Regions from separate parts of the Sus scrofa genome. Here all the other regions are linked to region 2. A link is a contact called in public HiChIP or PLAC-seq data. All regions are on one chromosome and are shown on one strand. Each heading gives the region's core, a stretch centred on a gene start, on an enhancer-like site or on the middle of the called end of the contact. The rest is flanking DNA. Distances are from core to core; before and after follow the strand shown. Region 1 has its middle 9.0 kb from the start of PGM2. Region 2 overlaps LOC106504619 (a long non-coding RNA gene). Region 3 overlaps LOC100510918 (a long non-coding RNA gene).

Evidence for each region. HiChIP or PLAC-seq counts read pairs in DNA pulled down with a chosen protein or histone mark.
Region 1: an H3K27ac HiChIP or PLAC-seq map of alveolar macrophages shows a contact between it and region 2. The contact joins two enhancer-like sites. A contact is called at or near these places in 2 of 47 Hi-C or Micro-C datasets (embryonic fibroblasts and fibroblasts) and 1 of 2 datasets of contacts at active chromatin or transcription factors (alveolar macrophages).
Region 3: a contact with region 2 is called in an H3K27ac HiChIP or PLAC-seq map of alveolar macrophages. The contact joins two enhancer-like sites. A contact is called at or near these places in 1 of 47 Hi-C or Micro-C datasets (heart right ventricle) and 1 of 2 datasets of contacts at active chromatin or transcription factors (alveolar macrophages).

The regions. Positions count from the first base shown.
Region 1 is chr8:29,297,092-29,300,234 of Sscrofa11.1, reverse strand. No RefSeq gene overlaps it. Among named protein-coding and RNA genes, the nearest start is that of PGM2, 9.0 kb to the left of the region's middle. Within about 2 kb of position 1,799, at least 27 of the 83 cell types and tissues checked have an H3K27ac peak or open chromatin away from gene starts, as enhancers often do. A contact at or near this core is called in alveolar macrophages, where this site is marked.
Region 2 is chr8:29,619,552-29,622,554 of Sscrofa11.1, reverse strand. It overlaps LOC106504619 (a long non-coding RNA gene), which reads left to right. Exons shown (of 3, transcript XR_001298249.2): 1 at 1-1,363. Among named protein-coding and RNA genes, the nearest start is that of MIR9840, 72 kb to the right of the region's middle. Within about 2 kb of position 1,469, at least 18 of the 83 cell types and tissues checked have an H3K27ac peak or open chromatin away from gene starts, as enhancers often do. A contact at or near this core is called in alveolar macrophages, where this site is marked.
Region 3 is chr8:29,879,026-29,882,095 of Sscrofa11.1, reverse strand. All of the region lies in intron 2 of LOC100510918 (a long non-coding RNA gene), which reads left to right. Among named protein-coding and RNA genes, the nearest start is that of KLF3, 140 kb to the left of the region's middle. Within about 2 kb of position 1,440, at least 26 of the 83 cell types and tissues checked have an H3K27ac peak or open chromatin away from gene starts, as enhancers often do. A contact at or near this core is called in alveolar macrophages, where this site is marked.

The DNA of each region.
Region 1 (3,143 bases), core at 550-3,049, 320 kb after region 2:
CCCAGGCTAGGGGTTGAATTGGGGCTGTAGCCGCCAGCCTACACCACAGCTCACAGCAACGCCGGATCCTTAACCCACTGAGCAAGGCCAGGGATCAAACCCGTAACCTCATGGTTCCTAGTCAGATTCGTTAACCACTGCGCCACGGTGGGAACTCCCCCTCTTGTATATTTTGAAGAAGATTCATAAATAACCATAAAATCATTATCTCACCTAAAAATTTTAAGGTTAAATTTAATAATTCCTTAATATTATTAAATGTCTATTTAGTGTCCAAATTTTCACATATCTTGTAAGCGTCTTAAATTTTTTTTTTTTTTTTTGTCTTTTTAGGGTCGCACCCACAGCATATGGAGGTTCCCAGGCTAGCGGTTCAATCAGAGCTGTAGCCGCTGGCCTGTACCACAGCCACAGCAACATGAGATCCAAGCTGCATCTGTGACCTACACCACAGCTCACAGCAACGCCAGATACCTAACCCACTGAACCAGGCCAGGGATCGAATCCAGAAACCTCATGGTTCTTAGATTCGTTTCCATTGCACCATGACAGAAACTCCATAAGCATCTTAATTTTTCAAAATTGTTTGAATCAGGAGCCAAATCTTGCCATTGGTTAATAAGGCTATTTTAAACAAACTTGTTGGAATATAGTTATTTACAATATTGTGTTAGCTTCAGGGTGTTAGATAAGACATTTAAAAGATCTCCTTTATCTATCTGGGTTCTTACTAAATTTCCTTGCAATTTATTTATTTATTTATTTATTTATTTATTTATCTTTGCTTTTTTAGGGCCGCCCCCACCGCATATGGAGGTTCCCAGGCTAGGGGTTGAATCAGAGCTATAGCCGCTGGCCTACACCACAGTTCACAGCAACTCCAGATCCTTAACCCAATGAGCAAAGCCAGAGATTGATCCCACAGCCTCATGGATATTAGTTGGGTTTATTAACCACTGAGCCACGATGGGAACTCCCAAAATTTATTCTTTTAATCATGGCTAGCAAAATTCCTAAAAATTTATTCATCGGCTCTGATGAACTAGTCTGAGCTGTCACCAACATACCATATACCTCTCCTAAAATGCGAGCTGCATCCTTCTCTTACCTCACTTGATTACTGTTCAAAATGTTTATCACTACCTGCCATGGTATTATAAATTTGATTTCAACAGTGTCTGTGAACCCTGCTACAATGTAAACTGTTCTTTTTCCAACTTAGTCCCCAGCACCTAGAACAGTGCTTGGTTCATAATAGATGGTCCATAAGAACCTGCTGAGGAATGAATCATTGAGTCTCTTACACTTATGAAGAAAAAGAAAGATGAGTATAATAATAGTGTGACTTATGGATATGGCACCGATACAAAATTTTTCTCTAAAACAAACTAGCATTTCTGAATTTAACAGAGAAAAGTGAACTGCTGGTCACCTTTCTCCGGGGTCCTGATTTCAGGTCTGACAGGAAAATGAGAAGATGCTTATTAATAGACTTTTTCAGTGTACTTGTTACTGGTCACAAACCCAAAGAATACCAACAGCAAACATTTCTGCAAGACCAGCTGGAGTTTAATGGTATATCTCAGTGGAATATGCAAATATCTCTTACTTATGCCTATTTTCATCAAAAAAATCCCTGAAATTGGCTAGTTTTCTCCCAAGACTCATTGTAATAATTCTTTGCACTTGAACTCCCACTAGAGCTCTGATGGTGAAACATTTGTGTTCTCTCAGCCCGGCCTCCTCCTGCCACTTCTCTTTTCCGTGTTCATGGTGCGCCATTGTCTTGCACATCTTCCGCCACCCTCGACCCGTCACAACCAGATCTCAGGGGATGAGTCATTATGTTCATCAGATGGTTGGTGACTAATGAAACGTTACTGCGTCCTTCTGCCTCAGGTGTTTGGGTATTTAAGCAGGCAGTATTGAACTGGTGAACTTAGGAAAGCGCTGTCGTTGAAATGCTCTGCGCCTTGGTTTCTGCCTGGGTCAGAGGAAGAGACACGTGACCGCATCCTCAGCGGGGTGAGAATAAAGCCCCCTCAGAGATTCGTGTTTGGAAACTTCAGCGCCCTCTAGTGTTAGTATGCTCATTCCGCTTAGGAGCAAGCCTTATACTAAAAGCTGCATCTCTACCGAGTGTTGAACATAAGAGACTCAGTAGAAAGAGAAGGATTTTTTTTTTCTCCTGAGCATCACATAATTCCTGATGTTTCTGAAAGACCACTGTTTTGGCAGATTAATATTAAACCTTTTAAAGTCAGAACTCGGAGAATCCCTAGTTTCTGCTTGAGGAGCAACTGGGTGTTATTTGTGCTCCAAATGAAGCTTGGTAATACATTTTTTTCCTTTCCTTTCCTTTCCTTTCCTTTCCTTTCCTTTTTCCTTCCTCTCTCTTTCCCCTTCCCTCTTTCTTTTTCTTTCTTTCTTTCTTTCTTTCTTTCTTTCTTTCTTTCTTTCTTTCTTTCTTTCTCTTTCCTTCCTTCCTTTCTAATGGCCACACCTGTGGAACATGAAGTTCCTAGTCCAGGGATTGAATCTGAGCTGCAGCTGCGACCCATGGGACAGCTGTGGCAACACGGGATCTTTAGCCAGAACCCTTGCCTCTGCAGTGACTCGAGTTGCTACAGAGGGACTCTTAATCCATTGTGCCATGGCAGGAGCTCTGTATTTTTCTTTTTCATCAAGATTACTTTGATCAGGGAGTTCTTATCCTGGCGCAGTGGTTAACGAATCTGACTAGGAACCATGAAGTTGCGGGTTCGATCCCTGGCCTCACTCAGTGGGTTAAGGATCCAGCATTGCCGTGAGCTGTGGTGTAGGTCGCAGACTCAGCTTGGATCTGGCGTTGCTGTGGCTGTGGCATAGGCCGGCAGCTACAGCTCTGATTGCTCCGATAAGACCCCTAGCCTGGGAACCTCCATATGCCATGGGTGTGGCCTTAGAAAAGGCCAAAAAAAAAAAAAAAAAAAAAAAAAGATCTGCCACCTTTTCACCTCAGTCATCTCTAATTCTCCCTGTGTTAATAGGGAGTTTTGTTTGTACTTCTTGAAGGGAAGAGTATTAAAAAGGAGACCAAGAAGGCAGTGCTAAAAGAAGTACTTGCCCCCAATAAAATTATATTGCAAAGATAACACACAAAT
Region 2 (3,003 bases), core at 220-2,719:
TTCTTTATAGAACTTATTACGGTTGATACATATTTATTTACTGACTTCCTTGTCCCCCTAAGCCCCATCAGAGCAGGGAATTTGAGATTTTTTGTTATTTTTTCCACTGTTGAATTCTCCATGCCTACAATGGTGCTTACCACATAATAGTTGCTCATTAAAATATATTGCAGGAGTTCCTATTGTGGGTCAGCGGAAACACACCTGACTAGTATCCATGAGGACGCAGGTTTGACCCCCTGGCCCTGCTCTGTGGGTGACCGTGGTCTGTGGTGTGGCTCGCAGATTCACCTTGGATCTGGCATTGCTGTGGCTGTGGTGTAGACCAGCAGCTGTAGCTCCAATTCGACTCCTAGCCTGGGAACTTCCAAATGCTGCAGGTGCAGCCCTAAAAACAACCACAAAACAACAACAAAATGTATTGAATGAATAAATAAATGGTCTAACTTTCTTCCACTGAGGAAGAACAGAGTGAAAACTAGAGAACATCTAGGGATTGCAGAACACCACAACCCAGCTGACTTGAAGAAAAAGAGCCTTCAAAGGCAAATAACCAAGAAAGTGTGGTGTCAGGAAAACAAAGGGAAATGAGATTTCTGAAAAGCAGGGAATGGTCAGCAGTGTTGATTAATGCTGAGAAATCAAGTACAAAGAGAACGGAAGTGTCCGCTGGGTTGAGCCGCATGAAGGCCATTGGCCACTTGAGTGAGAGTCACGTGGGGGCATCGCATGGCCAGAAGCCAGAGGCCAGGCTGCTCTGAAGGGTGGCTGAGCCCAGAGCTGGGACCGTCCAACAATGTTTAAACATGTTGTCTTACAAAGAAGAAGGTACAGAGACTGGGAAGTTGCTGGAGAGGGTGTTTATGTGGGAAAGACCTACTGCCGTCTAAAAGACTACGGAAGGAACCAGGGTGAGAAGAGAGAAGAGGCGAGGTCCCCAGCGGGAAAAGCGGGGACCCGGAGCATTGGGGTCCTTGGGCTCGCTGAGCAAGGCGTGCACGTCCCCACCTCAGGCAGCAGGTGAACAGAGCCTCCAGGAAGACAAGACCCTCAGAGCCCTTGTGCCTCACCTGCCAGCCTCAACCAGGACCAGGTCTCCCAACACCCAATCCAGGGTTCTTTTCACACTGGGTGGTTTTTCTTTCTTGCTCACATTAGAGGGTTCAAGGGCGGGGAGTGGGGACAGGAATAGAAACTAAAGCTGATGAGTAGGAAACGCCGACTGAGAGCATTTCAGACTGTTGGAGAGAGTCTTCTTCCAATGAAGATGCTCCCGTTGCTGTGTTGTGTGCCCGTGAACACAGTGGCCCTCCGGCAGCCCCCACTCACCCCTTCCTGGATGGTGGAGGCGCTGCCCTGATGGGTGAGTCTCTGGGGAGACTGGGCATGCCCGGCCTGGCCCCTCGTGCCTCCTCTTCCTCTTCCTCTCTTCCAAACAGCAGAGGAGAAATGCCCTATATGGCTCTCGACCCAACAGGAAGCAGAGCAGTAAAGCTTCACTCCACCCCTGCCCTGTGCAGAGGACAGCGGTAGCCAGAAGGGCAGCCCTGCCAATATTTGGCCCCAGATCCGCAGTCCATTTGCCCACAGATCTAGTCTGCTTTTTCTGCTGTCAGCTTTAACAGGCAGAAAGATGAGATTTGGGGCTCCATCTGCCTTCTCCTCTGTCTTTTTTCTCCCCCCAATGGGTTCAGCAAAGATGGGGAAGAAAAGCACTCACGACGCCAACAGAAATTATACCCTTAAAGGTGGCGTATGCAACTGGAGTCTCAAAATCATTCTTCTCTTGGTATAAAGACCAAAAAAGCATAAAACACAGCAGGAATGTTTTCTGATACCATGTAGACAAAGCAAGAGCCCTCTTCAGAGGCGAGCCCTCAGAGGGTGGGACAGAGCGCCTGGGTCTCTCATGCACGTGGAAAACCCTCAGGGCTTGCTTTCCTAAGTCAGTTGGATCCAAGTGCGAAATCGTGGTTGGTAGTTTTTTCACCTCTTTCCAGGATTCCAGTGTTTTCTGTCTGGAAACAGCCACTGCCACATCCACAAGTTCAAGCTTGAGAAAGTGACCCAGAATCATTGCATGTCAAGAGGCCACACCACCGTAACTGCGCTGCGAGGGCCAGAGAAAAACCTGCCAATGAACATTCTTGGTGGATGAGAAAAACGCATCAGCCCTTGTAAAACGAGGTGTTGGCACCATATTTAGCCAGGGATCCAGCCTTCTCTCCAGCATTTTCGGTGCCAAATAGTCGATCCTAATAATCGTTTCAGAAACAGTCACTATCACCTTCTCCAATTACTCCAGTCTCCGTATTTCAAACTGAAGAATACTGGCCTTAATTGTAGAATTTCTCTCCGCTGCTCCCAAACGGCCATTTGGAAATTCACCAAATACTTTTCAGGCCTATCTGGGAAGACAAGCATGATCAGCAACATCTCCTCCTGCGATTTGGTTTGCAAGGCATCTTAAGAAACAAAGGGGCTGGGGAGTATTCAGAGACCTTATATATAGCACATCGGAATCCCTAGAAGATCAGGGGCTCTCCTTGTGGCTCAGCGTGTTAAGAACCTGACCAAGAGGAGTTCCCACTGTGGCTCATTGGTAATGAACACAACTAGTATCCATGAGGATGCAGGTTCGATTCCTGGCCTCGCTCAGTGGGTTGAAGGATCTGGAGTTGCTGTGAGCTGTGGTGTAGGCTACAGCTCAGATTCTACCCCTAGCCTGGGAGCTTCCCATATGTCACAGGGGCAGCCCTAAAAAACAAACCAAAAAAAAAAAAAAAAATCCATGGAAGGTCAGAAGTCTGGGGTGGGAAATGGGGGCTGCAGGAATATTGCAAAACCCTGCACAGGACTGTGTAGATCCACCCCAACCCTGGGCTTGTGGTGAATGGCCTCCAACCTTCCCATCCTGGCAGCCATGGTTCAGATCTAAAGTTCCAAGGGAGAGGATCTGGCCCTTTTGGTTTCTACAGGGCAGGCACTTCCTCTACCACCACC
Region 3 (3,070 bases), core at 191-2,690, 260 kb before region 2:
AATGGGGGAGGCTATGCATGGGGTGGGGGTGTATGGGAAATATCTTCCCCTCAATTTTGCTGTGAACCTTAAACTGCCCTAAAATATACTGTAATTTAAAAATAGAACAAGCAAGTATGTAAATATAGAAGTGAGACTATTGGAAAATGTATTTACCAGAGGGATTGAAGAACACGTAGCCTATGAAGAGGAGTCTTCCAGCGGTTCCTATTAGCAAAGTGTGACTCAGAAAGATTAAGAGAATTTTTCCTGAAGACCAACACTTCTGTCATATAAATCCGTCACATCTTGCAGTCCCCCAAGACAATCTTGCTGAAGCTCTAGCAAAGAATCACCCCAGAAGCAGCCTGCCGCTCAGAGATGAGCTGCAGTTTCCTATTTGTCACTGTCGCAGCTCCCGGCCCTAATTGCTCCAACCTGTGTGATCAGAGCTCCTTCTCGAGACAGGCTGACTTCTTGAGTGAACGTCCACGTTTACACTGGAACAGCAGGCACTTCCTGGCCGGCCTCCTTCCAGACAAGGAGCCTCTGTTCGCCCTGGGACTGGGGAGGAAACAGCCTCGGACGGTCCCAGCTGGTGAGTGAGGAGCCCCAGCCCTAGGCCAGCAGACTTTACATACGTATTTTTTGAGCCAGGGATGGGAGGCAAACCAACAGGTTATGGTGGTGCCAGCCTTTTCGAAAGCAGCACTTAGCCGTAGTGTTCACAGACGAGCGTTCAGGGCCACACAAATGCCTCTCTACCGGGAATTCCTTTTCAGTGGTAGAGACTTTGCAAAGGTGGGTCATTTCTAAATAAAGAGCTTCTGACAGGCGCTCCTGCGGAAAAATGGTGGTGCACCATCATGGTACTGTTTTACTCTGGAAGTGTGTTTACAGCCTGCTTCAGACCTCTAAAAACGTTGTAGATAGGTTTGAGATTATATTGCTTTACTTGGCTCCTATTAAAACAAAACAAAACAAAACAAAACATGAGGATGCTAACTCGTGTTTCTGCCTGAGTTAGAGGTTAGTAAATTGAATGTGGCTGGTTTGCGGGTCTTTGGTCCACTCCGTGTAAACAGATTCAAATCCCTGCTTTGAGTCAGCTTTGGCCTGCCTTGGGGGGTCAAACGGCGGGGTGGGGGCTTTTGTTAGGGGCCGTCCTGAGTGGGGGTGGGGAGGGGAGGGCCAGGGAGGTGGAGGAATGACAAGTATTACAGGGCTGTAAGTTGCTATTGTCTCACCAGCAAGCTGGTCCGACCAAGCTCCTTTCTTCTGTAGAGGGGAAGCTGGATCAAACGGGAGAGCGAGCTCTGGGGGCTGGAAGAAGGGAGGAGAGGTGAGAGGAGCCAGGGGCGACCTGACCCTCCCTCCCGCCTCCAGCCCCCACGACTCCGCCCCTTCTCCTCGCTGCTGACCCAGGGAGGCGAGAGCAGTGACGGGCTTTGCCAGTGCAGGGCACTAACCGCAGTGACTGCTGGAGCAGAGGCCATTTTCAAAGCCATTCACTCATCAGACGTGACTGAGGCTCTGGAGAGAATTCAGCCCAGCCGGGTTCCTCCCTCCATGCTAATGAAGAAGGCAGTGAGCTGGATAATTAAGGGCAGTGATGTGAATTATTCCACACTGATAATTCCGAGGTCGTGAAATGCATGATGAGGTTGGGGGACAGCAGATTTCCTTTGCCAGCCAAGGCTGGTTTAGGATAAAATGAGCTGCCTTTTCTAAGCACAGAGAGGCTCATCTGGGAGGAGCCTGGGGGGAAAGAAGAGGCTGTAAGGAGGAGCCATCCTGAATTAAGAATTCAGGCAGCCAGTTAAAAACACTTAAGAAGACTGCATATCCACACAGGGAAACACTCGTGATGTGAGTTTAAGTGAAAAAAATACAGAAGCACACCAAATGAGCATTTTGGTCAACCACAGCAATGTATAAAACAAACACCACTAATACCAAAAAAAGTTTATATACATAGAAGAAAGACTGGAAGGAAATATACCAGAATATTAAGGGTACTTATCTAAGTGGTAGAATTGCTTTTATTCTCCTTTCTATTATTATTTTTAAAATTTTCTGGATTTCCCATTGTGGTTCAGCAGTAATGAACCCAACTAATATCCAAGAGGATGCAGGTCCGATCCCTGGCCTCAATCAGTGGGTTAAGGATCTGGCGTTGCTGTGGCTGTGGTGTAGGCTGGCAGCTGCAGTTCCAACTTGACTCCTAGCCTGGGAACCTCCATATGCCACAGGTGTGGCACAAATAAATAAAATAAAATAAAATATTCTATTGACTTGGATTCTTTTATTTATTTATTTTATTCTTCCAGTTTTTTAAAGATATAATTGACACAGAGCACTCAATAAAATTAAGGTGTAGGAGTTCCCGTCCTTGTGCAGTGGTTAACAATCCAACTAGGAACCATGAGGTTGTGGGTTTGATTCCTGGCCTTGCTCAGTGGGTTAACGATCCGGCGTTGCTGTGAGCTGTGGTGTAGGTCGCAGACATGTCTCAGATCCTGCATTGCTGTGGCTCCAGCATAGGCCAGCAGCTACAGCTCCGATTTGACCCCTAGCCTGGGAACTTCCATATGCTTTTTAGGGCTGCACCCTGGGCATATGTAAGTTCCCAGGCTAGGGGTGAAATTGGAGCTACAGGAGTTCCCGTCGTGGCGCAGTGGTTAACGAATCTGACTAGGAACCATGAGGTTGCGGGTTCCGTCCCTGCCCTTGCTCAGTGGGTTAAAGATCCGGCATTGCCGTGAGCTGTGGTGTAGGTTGCAGACGCGGCTCGGATCCCGAGTTGCTGTGGCTCTGGCGTAAGCTGGCAGCTACAGCTCCGATTCGACCCCTAGCCTGGGAACCTCCATATGCCGCAGGAGCAGCCCAAGAAATAGCAAAAAGACAAAAAAAAAAAAAAAAAAAAAGAAAGAAATTGGATCCCCAACCCACTGAGCAAGGCCAGGGATCGAACCTGCATCCTCACGGATACTAGTTGGATTCATTTCCACTGCGCCACAATAGGACCCCTGAGTTTATTTGTTTTTGAAGCAAAATTGACCTACAACACTACCTTAGTTGACTTATTTTC